Regions from separate parts of the Triticum aestivum genome. Here region 1 is linked to region 2. Evidence: chromatin contacts called from public HiCAR-type data. All regions are on one chromosome and are shown on one strand. Each heading gives the region's core, a stretch centred on a gene start, on an enhancer-like site or on the middle of the called end of the contact. The rest is flanking DNA. Distances are from core to core; before and after follow the strand shown.

Region 1 (6,100 bases), core at 1,894-4,393, 200 kb before region 2:
TTGATTAGTACATCCCGTGCCATGCTAGACCATATGTATTGGAGAAGCTTGGTTTTGGTTTAGATGAATTTGAGAATGTGGAGACGAGGAGGGCTCACTTAAGAACTAAACATGGTTACGAGTTTCTGGTTAAGCTATACAATGCGGTCGATCACTCCAATTTTGGTTGCTCTAATTGGAAAGCTCTCTGCAAGGCATATGGATTTGAGGAGGGAATGTGAATAAGATTTGATATTCGCCCCGAAGATTATGATGATGATGATAATATCGACATCTGGGTGGATGTGGATATGCCTCCAATTTTGCCTAGATGTGAGTTTGTCAAACTAATTTGTTAAGTTCAGTAATTTATGTTGTTAATTTAAAAATATTTAGTGTTCGTCCGTACTAAGCTTATTTATTTATAATTGTCATCTTATTTCTTATCTTCAAAAAATACTCGGAAGGTAGTAGACAACACATACTACAACTATGACTCCAAGCTTAATTGTGAGGAGAAAGGTTATCTTGTTTCATTCATAGAAGATGTTGAGGCCTTCAAAACCAGTCACTCTATCAGCCCAAATTGTACTAGATACATGCCACCAGTCCACAAATTGCTTGATGGTAACTTCATTGCCAAAAACTTGGTAAGATTTTGTTAATGATGGTAACTTCATTGCATACATTATTCTTAAGTAAACTACATTGCTAACTATATATGTTACTATTACGTTTTTGAACAGAGGCTCCCGAAGCAGGTTGTGCCTGACATGCTATTTACCGAAGGTGATATGCACATGGTTAGCTTACGACCAACTCCTTCGAAGACTTACCATACTGCATACTCGATTTCTTCAAATGATGGAAGGCTCAAAATCAAAGAATGGAGCAAAGTGATGAATGCGCACATGCAAATAATTGGAGACAAAATGAATGTGTGCAAGCCACAAGTTGGAGATAGGTTTGTGTCCATTCTCCATTATGGTGAAGGACCGGTTTATCTGTTTTATTGTATTTTAGCTAGGAGAGAGGAGTAGGTCCTAAGTATTAAGAACAATTAGTTAGTGTTGATTATATATGACTACAATGTCTTAGACTTGATGGTGATGCTGAGTAGGAGTAGTGGTTATGAGTAATATGATGATGATGAGGAGGAGTTGTTATTATAACTAGTGACCAAGTTGTTATATGATGTCTCATGGACGAAAATGATGATTATGAGGAGTTATATGATAATGATGTATTATGATGATAAGTTGTTAATGATATTATGATGATGATGATGATGATAAGTTATTATGTCATTGGGTGAAAGAACCGCGGATTAGTTTCAAATGGATGGATCAAAAGTGCCCCATTGGTTACTTTGGATCCATGCACTTGAAACTAATCCAAGATTCTCTCACCTAGTGATTTAATAACTCATTATAATGTAAAAACAATCTCTAAATTGCTATTGTATGAAAAATTGTATAAAGGTGTATGAATATGACCTAAAATTCAAAAGAAATAGAAGACGAAATAATAGTAGTAGCGGTTGTTTTCGAAAGCGCTACTAGTAATTAGTAGCAGCGGTTGTTTTGAAAATCACTACTACTAAGTAGATATAGCAGTAGCGAGTGCCAGTAGGTGCTACTGCTAAGCTTTAGCTGTAGCGCCGTATCAGTAGCACGCTTACCCACGCTACTGATAGGCCAAAAATCAGCGCTACTGCTAGGCTTTTTCCTAGTAGTGGAAGGCTCGTGGACAAGTGTTGGGGAGCACGGTGGCCATGACTACTAATATGAGCGAGAGAGGCGGGGATGTGGCTAGGGTTTCTCCATGGGGCCAGGGGTGATCTAATGCATCTCGGGTGCCGCCAAATGGACGACAGGTGACCATCGGCGGCATGGACGCGCGCGCAGGCGCCACGCCATGGCCTCTGCCTCCTCGAGGAGGAATAAAGGCTGTAGGTGATTTGGGTTGTGCATTGTTCGGAGTGGGCCTAAGTGCACATGTCAATTTAGTTTTAATCTTTTCTGTTACTATATTAGCTATAGTTTTCTATTTCTTCTCAAAAGAAAAGCTATAGTTTTCTATTTATTCGAGCTAGCAATTGATTTTTGTTGTGAGTGAAACTTTGCACATAAATGCTATGCAATAGTCTGGGGTTGCACAAAATGTTTCACTCCATTTGGAAACATCCAAATTTGTATTTTGTTTTTAAATGGTTTTATTTATTTCTTTTAGTCCTCATAATTGCTGTTGGGGACAAGATGAGAATCCAATTGAGTTTGATTTCATTTTCACAAACACTTGGGATATTTATGACATAATATAAACATTTTTTATTTGCCAATTGAAGAATTATTGTTTGACTTGCATTATAAATTGGAACTTGAATATGTGAGTTGGATTAATTATTAATTGAAATTTAATTATGATGATTATGATGACATGCATACCTCGTTTAAGGTTTCGGCCATGTAACCATTCCCAAATATACGAAAAAATACTAGAGCATCACACCCATAATATAAGATGATCCAACATAGTGTTTGGGAATTTTTTGGCATCCAAGATGCTCAAGTGCCCAAGGTACGTGCAATTTCTCGTTGTGTTAGTACATTCGAGGAGATCATGGCAAAAAAATCAATTTCTCTAACTTTGAAAAACTACACGGTCTAGACTTTTTTTTTGGCATGAGCTCCTCAAATGCCATTTGAGCACAAAGTTTTGCACGCTCCTAGAAAACTATAGAATCTTGGGTAGCAAAAAGATTCAGAGCATTTTGTTTCTTTTCTGTTTTCTAAATTTACTGTTCATCAAGAGCATCCAAGACTCCAAGTGTGGGCACAGTTGTGGGTTACCGAAGCAAACAAACCATTTCTTCTGTGCATGGAAAGAAATCTTACCAAATTGCAACAAGTGTCATGCATACAATGCATCACTTGTCACCACCAGAGGACAGGGGAGTGGCCTTTAAAAGACTAGTGATTTCGACAATCTACTCTGTATACTCTCCTTTTTTTTTCAAGGGGTAAAATACGAAGAGAAAACGAAGAAAAAAAAAGGACAGTTGACGGCCCATATTAAAACCCCTCAGGCGATTGGGCCCCATAGCCCATCGAAATCCTGCCCCTGAGGCCCAAACCATACCAAATCCGCTACTGGTGGGAAAGTGGATAAGAGAGTGCCCCAGCCGAGCTCAACGCCAGAGAGTGCCCCAGCAAGCACACCGCAATGGCGTCGCCGTCGTGTGCCTCCACGCTGCCCTGGACCGCCGCCGCCTTCTCCTACCCGCGCCGCCTCCAGACGCGACGCGCCCCGTCGCTCGTCATCGTCGCGCAGGGCAGGGTCAAGAAGTACCGCCAGGTCCGTCCGTCCGTCACCCCCCCTCCCCTCAATTTCTTCTTTCCTACAGACATTCGCCTCCGTAGATTGGAACAACTGAAAATCGGCAGGATATCAGTAGTGCTTCGCACACGCTCGAGCTAGTTTTTATCTTTCCCGGTGACATTGTTTTCTTCAGGAAAAATGTATCTGACAAACAGACACTGTCAAGAAACAGTAGTAATGTGGCATACTATCATCCTTTCCCCCCACTCATCGGGGAGGGGGCCGATGAGTGGGTGCAAATGGCCACGGGAAATCGAAATGTTGGCCATCAGCTTCGTGCTTGTACAACCACAGCAACTGTTTCTGTTTGTTTGGTCGCTGCTGCCTAGAGTAGAGGTAGAGCAGAAGTCGTTTTGACACCTGAATCCATTAGATGCTCTAGCTATTGGCTGAGGCTGATTGCAGGATGATTTGTTAGTTATAGCAGATGGTTTGGTGCTCACATAGTAGTTATGTCATCATCCTGGTCTCACATAGTAGTTATGTCATATTTGTGGTTCTGACACTGTTTTCATTCGACTGGTTTGGTGCTCTATAGGTCATACTCAAGGACGACATCGATGAGATTAGCGGCAAGAAGGGGGACACGATGAAGGTCCGGGCCGGGTTCTACCGCAACTTCCTGCTCCCCAAGGGCAAGGCCACGCTGCTCACCCCCGACGTCCTCAAGTAACTTCCCTGCCTCGTCCTGCAGTCGTATCTTTGCATTCTTTGTGTACTGTGTAGGTTAAGTTTCTCAGCTGTTACCGATAGGCGGCGGCACTAATGAGATTTGGTTGATGTTTGCTTATCCGTGAACTGCTCGTCGATGCGTTTTGCAGTATGTTTTTCCCGTGCGCGCAAGTTCAGAATCACATTGCGTAATAATTCAGTGGCACGTTTCCTTGTAAGATTTCCAAGAGCAGGCAACCTAGGTTGCTTGCCATTTTCATTAAGATTAGGAAAAGCAGCTTAATTACAAGGAGGGTGAGTTCATTTTGAAGCCTTGTGAATGCTTGTTTTAAGGGATGGTTTTGTACATTTATTTTCTGAAGGCTGGGTTGGTTTTCAGCCTGATTGAGAGTTGAGACATTAGTCTGCATATGTTATATTTGGATCGAGCATGTGTTAAAACATAAAAGTATTCAACAGCGGAAATGTTCAGTCTGGTGTATAAACAAAACTAAGATTACTAAGTTTGTTTCCTCTGCTTCTCTTTGCAGGGAAATGCAACTGGAGCAGGAGAGAATCGAGGCTGAGAAGAAGAGGGTAAGAGAATACTGTATATTTTTGAAGGCTTGATAACAAAAATACGATTGCAGTTTAAGCTTAGCATCTTAGATGTCTGAAAAAGTAAGCAATGGTTGCGGATTTGATCATATATCCTTATATTGTGGAAAACAAAGCATAGTTGCAGTTCAACATCTTGGTATCTGAAAACTTAAGCGCACTTGGGTTTTGACTTTATATCCTTATTTTCTAGGAAGAAGCATAGTTGCACTTTAACGGTTTGACCTAGTATCTTTGTGTATAGAAGAGTAAGTATAGTTGTAGTTTAACCTTACTATCCTTATTTTCTGGAAATGGAACTTGGGTGCAGCTTAACTTTAGTATCAACATTCTGAAAACGATAATTATTTAGCACACCACATTCTTGTGAAACGACGGCCTTGGCATAAACTCCGGAATCATTTTGTACTTGAGTAGGTAAAAGAAGAGGCACAGCAACTCGCGCGAGTCTTCGAAACCATTGGGGCGTTCAAGGTGCCACGTAAAGGTGGCAAAGGAAAGCAGATCTTCGGGAGGCAAGTCCCAGTCGAACAATTTCATCGTCCATCTTGTTTTCTCCAGTTCACATCCTCTAACACATTTCCTGTGCCCCACACAGCGTCACGGCGCAAGATCTCGTCGACATCATCAAGTCGCAGCTTAACAGGTAGCAATTCCTTTCTTTCAAGCGTGTGCAGCAATCAACGAAACTTCCCATCATGGTCTGGCAAATTAATTACTGAACCGTGGAAACATGTAGGGACGTGGACAAGCGGCTGGTGGAGGTCCCGGAGATCCGCGAGGTCGGGGAGTACGTCGCGGAGATCAAGCTCCACCCCGACGTCACAGCCAAGGTGAGGCTGACTGTGTATGCCAAGTGAGCAGTCTGATCTCGCCATATACTCCGAACGTCCTGCAACTGTTGTGCCTGGGAGCTATAGAGGATGGGTTTTACAAAAATGTTGTTCATGGCCTTGTATGCATTAGGAGAAGCGTGGAGAAAGCGAAAGCTGTTGAAATATTTACAAGTGAATATATGAAATCCTTTTTTGTTCATTTGTCGGCACAGATCCATTTTGCTAAATAAATTAGATTTTCCATCCATTGGTTGACGCTATCCTTGTCATGATCCTACTTGTATTGTATAACCAACTCAGAGTGTGCTATATCTACCTGGTAATAATACTAAGAGGCACACGTCGGTAGATCTTTGTTTTATAAATTCACAAACATTTTTAAAATTTCAGTGACAAATATAAAAATGCGTGACATGCATTACTTAAAAAATCATGAAATCCATGAACATCTTTTATGCTCATGATAGTTTTTAAGCAAAGTGAAACATTTTTAATTCATATTTTCTTACCTTTCCAAACATCTTTTCAATTCATTAACCTTTCTGAAAATCATAAAGATTTGTTTAATCCGTGAAGATCTATTGAACTATTTGAGTTTTTAGAAAATCATAAAATAAATTGAACTACATGGCCTT
Region 2 (5,740 bases), core at 2,706-5,205:
GAACGAACACCACGTCCTCGGCTCGGCTAAATCCGTCATACTTGCACAAGAGTACCGCCCAGTTGCAGAACAGACAAGGTCCTTGATGCATGGTGCGTTCCCAAGCACCCAAGCACGAGGCTTGGACAACAAATCTATTGGGGGCGATCGGGCGAAATCTCACGCTCTGCGTTGGATTCCAGGCCGCCTTCATATGCTTGTAGAAAGCCGATGGGCTGAAATTTTTGTCCGTGTGATCCCTAGCAAGGGCCAGCCATCGGACACTTTCATTGATCATGGGGTCATCCTCATCGATCTCAACATCTTGGAACTCCTCATCATTAAGATCCAGTTGGTCGAAGAAGTTCTCCAGGTCAGGTTTTGCGGCCACCGCTGGTTGCAGAGTGCGCATCCGAGGGGGACGCCATCGGTCCACAGCTGGGAAGGACCATCGGGGTCTACGGGCGAAGGCCGGAGACGATCGATGGGAGCCGGACTCTGGGGCGATCAGATCGCCCTAGAGGAGAAAAACCCTAGCTGCCAGCGTAGGGGAATTGCCAGAGGTTCCTCCCGTTGTCCATTTTCCCATTGAGGACGAACCTCAACCTGTGCTCGAGAGATAGCTCTCCATACACTGATAAGGGATGTATGGATTGTCGACAAGAGAGGAGTCGTGGTGCCCCCCCACCCCCCCCCCCACCCCCTCCCCCTCCCCCACCCCCTCCCCCACCCCCTCCCCCCCCCCCCCCGCCGCCCCGGGACCGCCCGGATCCCTCGATGGTAAGTCAATATAAACAAGTGAACCGATCAAGAACACTTGCGAGTTTTCACAACTTTTTATTTTTGGAAAAATAAATAAATTAATATCACGAATATATCAATTACATAAGTCTCTGCACCAACAAGACATCAGAAGACATTAAGGATGCACGCAGTCAACAACAACAAAAAGAGAAATTTAAAAACAAAGACTACCTCGCAGTGATTAAACACTCGCAACAGCAACACTCTAACCACTACCAAACACCAAAAATATTCTTCAAAAGCAATGCCTCCAAGAAAAAACAATGCAGAAGTGTTGTCGTCACCAGATCAAAGATTTTGAGTTTTCACCCTGGAGAGAGACCATCCAAAAACAATACTTCTCGTCGGTGGAAAACAAGTGATTTCCCAAGAAGACAAGTGATTTGAGCTTATGATTTGGTAAACGCAGTTGTATGATATAGAGCTCCTCGTCGAGCTTATGATTCGAGCTCCATGTCCATAAATAATTAGCATTCTATTCAGAAATTGTCCGGCTCATATTGTTCTGGCCCTGATCCTGAAACTTGGTGCCTGTATATTATGCATATTTGTTATACATATGAGCTGACCTGAATATCATGATGGCAGAAAAACACAAAGTACGCTACCTATCTCTGGGGCGGGTGGTGGACACGTGGCAGGCGGCCACTGGTTTGCCGGTGCAGGTGACGCACTGGGTGATAGGCACACCTCTGTTTCCGGTTTCCAGGTCCAAGAGTGAATTTCTAGACTAATATGCCGATGATGACATCTAGAATTCTGTTTCCGGTTTCCATTTGTGGCCTTGCTTTAGCTGCAGAAAGTTTATACACTGTTTTTTTTTATTTGCGGAAAATTTATACACTGAAGTACATGCACGATCTAAGTTTGTTATTGAGTCTCAGGTTTAAAAAAGAAAAAAAATCATGCCTCGTTGAGCTGATGATTTGAGCTCCGTATTCATCAATAATCACTATTCTGTTGATCATCTGAATTTGTCCTACCCTCATATTTGCTTACTACTGTTAAAGAAAAAAAATCCTTGCTACATAGACAACAATTCGGCTTAACTTGGTGGTGCATGTGCACTATAAATATTTGGCCATATACTCCCTCCGTTTCTTTTTAGTTTGTATATAAGATTTGGTCAAAGTCAAACATTGTAAAGTTTGACCAACTTTGTAGAAAAAATATTAACATCTACGCCCTCCGTCCGGAAATATAAGGTGTATTATTTTTCTAAAAAGTCAAACTTCTCTAAGTTTGACCAAGTTTATAGACAAAAATATCAATATCTAGAATACTAAATCATTATCACTAGATTCATCATGAACTATATTTTTACATTTTATATACTTAGTATTATAAATCTTTATATATTTTGCTGTAAAGTTGGTCAAACATAGATAACAGTTGACTTTTTGAAAAACTAATACACCTTATATTTAGGAACGGAGGGAGTACAATACTAAAGCTATATTGTACTTCCTCTGTTCTAAAATATAGTCCTTCCTTTATTCCCGTGCTTCAACTTTGACCATGAATTTAACCAACGAGACCAACTGCGGTGGGAGCAAAAGTTATACCAGTGAATTCGTATTGAAAAAAAGTTTTCAATTATATAACTTTTTCTTCCGCGGCAGTCGGTCTCGTTGATTAAATTTATGGTCAAAGTTGGACCTCGGAAAACGCGAACGCACTATAATTGGGATGGAGAGAGTATGAAAATTTATTACATGATGCATCTAACAACATAGCTTGCGTATATGCTGAAGCACTGTTTTTTAGACCAGGGATGAACTTTATCGCTCCCGTGTGTCCCTGGATTTCTCTGGAATATACCGAAACCGACTCTGTTTTTCCTCCTTTTTCATTCCACCTGACTCTGGCCATGCGCTTGGAGGCTTGGAGCGGCGCACCTATCTAGATGAAATATTGTTCTTTTTGTGCAGGTGAGGTTGGAGTTGGAGCGGAGGTCGGGGGTGGCGGGTGGGGGCTGTCTGTGTGGCCAGCGATGAAGCTGCGGCCGCCGTCCCCCGACGCCTGTCGCCGTCGCCGTCGCTCTCGCTCTCCTTTCTTGTTGTATTTTCGCCGGGAGCTCGTCTTCCTCTGTTTGCTCCCGCGCGTTCCCGCACCGCCTCTCGCTGTCGACGCCATAAACACATTGCGATTGAGCTGAGTGGCTCTCGTGAAGGGCGTGTGTGTTTGGTCCTACTTGTCTGCTAGCTAGTGCTCATGGATTCCATCATCATTCACAATCACCCCGTGCTAAGCTGTGCTGTTACCCCGTTAGCATGTCACCTCTATCCATACTTTTCTAGGTAGACAAAATCAGAAGCAGATTCATCACACACAAATCCTCTTTACATGATATTACTAGTACATAAAGGAAGAGGGAAATCGTATTCTTTGGACCAAATTACTGGCCTCTGATAATATAAAAACGTTTTTTACAATAATGTAGTGCCAAAAACATCCTTATATTATAATTGTTGTAGTATAAAAAAGGCTCTTATGTTATGGAACGGATGGAGTAGTTCAGTTCATGGCTGCTAACCTGTGGAGGTGGCTGGCTCATGCCTATGATTGATGGGTCGATGAAGGGATAATATGAACATGCTGGAGACAGCTAGCAGGACGAGCTCCGGAACTGACCACTCTGTCTGTGTCTACCAACTAACAACAATTTGAACAAAAAGGGCGCTGCTCTCTTTCTGACCTCATAATACAACAATTCAATTCAGATAAATTAAGCCTACGCATTATTAGCCCTATCTTATCATGTATCTAAACTACTAGTACGTACCTGCTAATTAACAATCACCGACTAAGCCATTCAATACCACAAGGTCTGCCACTCCATGACATGCCATGACATGACAGGTGAGGTGTGGTGACACACCAAGGGCACTAGTAAACAAGACACAAACATTTCCATGCACTAACTGTAAATTATCTAACACAATTAACACTAAGTATTGTCACCAGGCCACTGTCAAGAAACCAAACCTCTCTCAATCATCATCACCATCCACTAATCAACAATGGGCAGCAAAACATAAACCAAGAAAAAAAAAACATCATCATGACACACACACACACACACAAGACACAACACACCATGCAGAGGAGAGGATAACAGAGCGGCCATGATTGGCCCCCTCTATAAGAGGCACTCCAAACCCACTCCCATTCCTCATCTCTCCATCTCTCACGCACCCATCTACATCTTCTCCTCCGCGCAGCAACCAAGCCAAGCTCGAGCGGCGGCAATGGAGGGCAAGGAGGAGGACGTGCGCCTGGGCGCGAACCGCTACTCGGAGCGCCAGCCCATCGGCACGGCGGCGCAGGGCGGCGGCGCGGACGAGAAGGACTACAAGGAGCCGCCCCCGGCGCCCCTCTTCGAGGCGGAGGAGCTCACCTCCTGGTCCTTCTACCGGGCCGGCATCGCCGAGTTCCTGGCCACCTTCCTCTTCCTCTACATCTCGGTGCTCACCGTGATGGGCGTGGTGGGCAACCCGTCGGGGTCCAAGTGCGGCACGGTGGGCATCCAGGGCATCGCCTGGAGCTTCGGCGGCATGATCTTCGTGCTCGTCTACTGCACCGCCGGCATCTCCGGCGGCCACATCAACCCCGCGGTCACCTTCGGGCTGTTCCTGGCCCGGAAGCTGTCGCTCACCAGGGCGGTGTTCTACATGGCGATGCAGTGCCTGGGCGCGATATGCGGGGCTGGGGTTGTCAAGGGGTTCCAGACCACGCTGTACCAGGGCAACGGCGGCGGCGCCAACTCCGTCGCGCCCGGGTACACCAAGGGTGACGGGCTGGGCGCCGAGATCGTCGGCACGTTCGTGCTGGTTTACACCGTCTTCTCCGCCACCGACGCCAAGCGCAGCGCCAGAGACTCCCACGTCCCCGTAAGTACATACGTGCATACAGTGCACTGGTGGCCGGCGGCGGCCACCGCAGGTGTTTGGTTTTGTCAACGACTGACGAATTGAAATTGCAGATTTTGGCGCCGCTTCCGATTGGGTTCGCGGTGTTCCTGGTGCACCTGGCGACGATCCCCATCACCGGCACGGGCATCAACCCGGCGAGGTCGCTCGGCGCCGCCATCATCTACAACAAGAAGCAGGCGTGGGACGACCACGTAAGTAGAAACAACATCCTCCACCATTATTAGCTCGATCGTGCTTAAGCTTACTAATCTCATCGATATGATCTGTTTGAAATTTGGCAGTGGATCTTCTGGGTTGGTCCGTTCATCGGCGCGGCGCTGGCGGCCATCTACCACGTGGTGGTGATCAGGGCAATCCCCTTCAAGAGCCGCGACTAGTCAGCCAATCAATCTGCCTATACTGTGGATGGAGTCTTCTTGTTTTCGTTGTATTTTCTCCTTGCTCTTGAAATGTATTTTCCAACATACACCTTATTTTCTAGTTTTGGAAGCTTTTCGGTCACGCTTTCCGGTGCAAATTTGCAAAACCCGGTAAAAGTAGATGTAAAATGTGTGTGGATTGCAGAGGGCTCTATGCCCATACAAGGAATAATTCCTGAAAAATCTCAAAGGCCCATGTGGATTTTATAACATGCATCATGGTGAGAAATTTAGTGCCAACCTGATTTTGAAGGAGAGTTGAGACCAAAATATAAGAACAACTCTAGCAGAGTTATCAGAGACCAAAATTGCTACTCCCTTTGTTCCAAAATATAGTGCGCCTGCGCTTACCGAGGTTCAACTTTGACCAAAAATTTAACCAACGAGACCGACTGCGGCGGGAGCAAAAATTATATAATGAAAAAAAATAAATACACAAAATAAGATTGTGATTGGTTTTCCGCTCGCCCATCCTGCTCCCGTGAGCGGGGGGGGGGGGGGGGGGGGGATTCTTCCCCTCGCCGCCGCCGGGCGGGGCCCTGGTCTCCCGTCCCTCGAGGTGGTCTGACGCGGGGCTGCCCCCCTTGAGCTTATGCGTGGCGC

The links. HiCAR-type assays count read pairs that join an accessible place to other places.
Region 1: a HiCAR-type map of leaf shows a contact between it and region 2, with 8 times the contacts expected there. The contact joins the promoter of LOC543077 here to the promoter of LOC123139986 in region 2. A contact is called at or near these places in 2 of 5 Hi-C or Micro-C datasets (both in leaf) and 1 of 1 datasets of contacts at active chromatin or transcription factors (leaf).

What each region holds. Positions count from the first base shown.
Region 1 is chr6B:718,634,127-718,640,226 of IWGSC CS RefSeq v2.1, reverse strand. It overlaps LOC543077 (50S ribosomal protein L9, chloroplastic-like), which reads left to right and starts at 3,143. Exons shown (of 6, transcript NM_001427935.1): 1 at 3,143-3,336; 2 at 3,899-4,029; 3 at 4,563-4,608; 4 at 5,047-5,144; 5 at 5,228-5,275; 6 at 5,369-5,771. The coding sequence starts at 3,205. The coding sequence ends at 5,489.
Region 2 is chr6B:718,436,992-718,442,731 of IWGSC CS RefSeq v2.1, reverse strand. It overlaps LOC123139986 (aquaporin PIP1-5), which reads left to right and starts at 3,955. Exons shown (of 3, transcript XM_044559715.1): 1 at 3,955-4,676; 2 at 4,769-4,909; 3 at 5,000-5,353. The coding sequence starts at 4,035. The coding sequence ends at 5,095.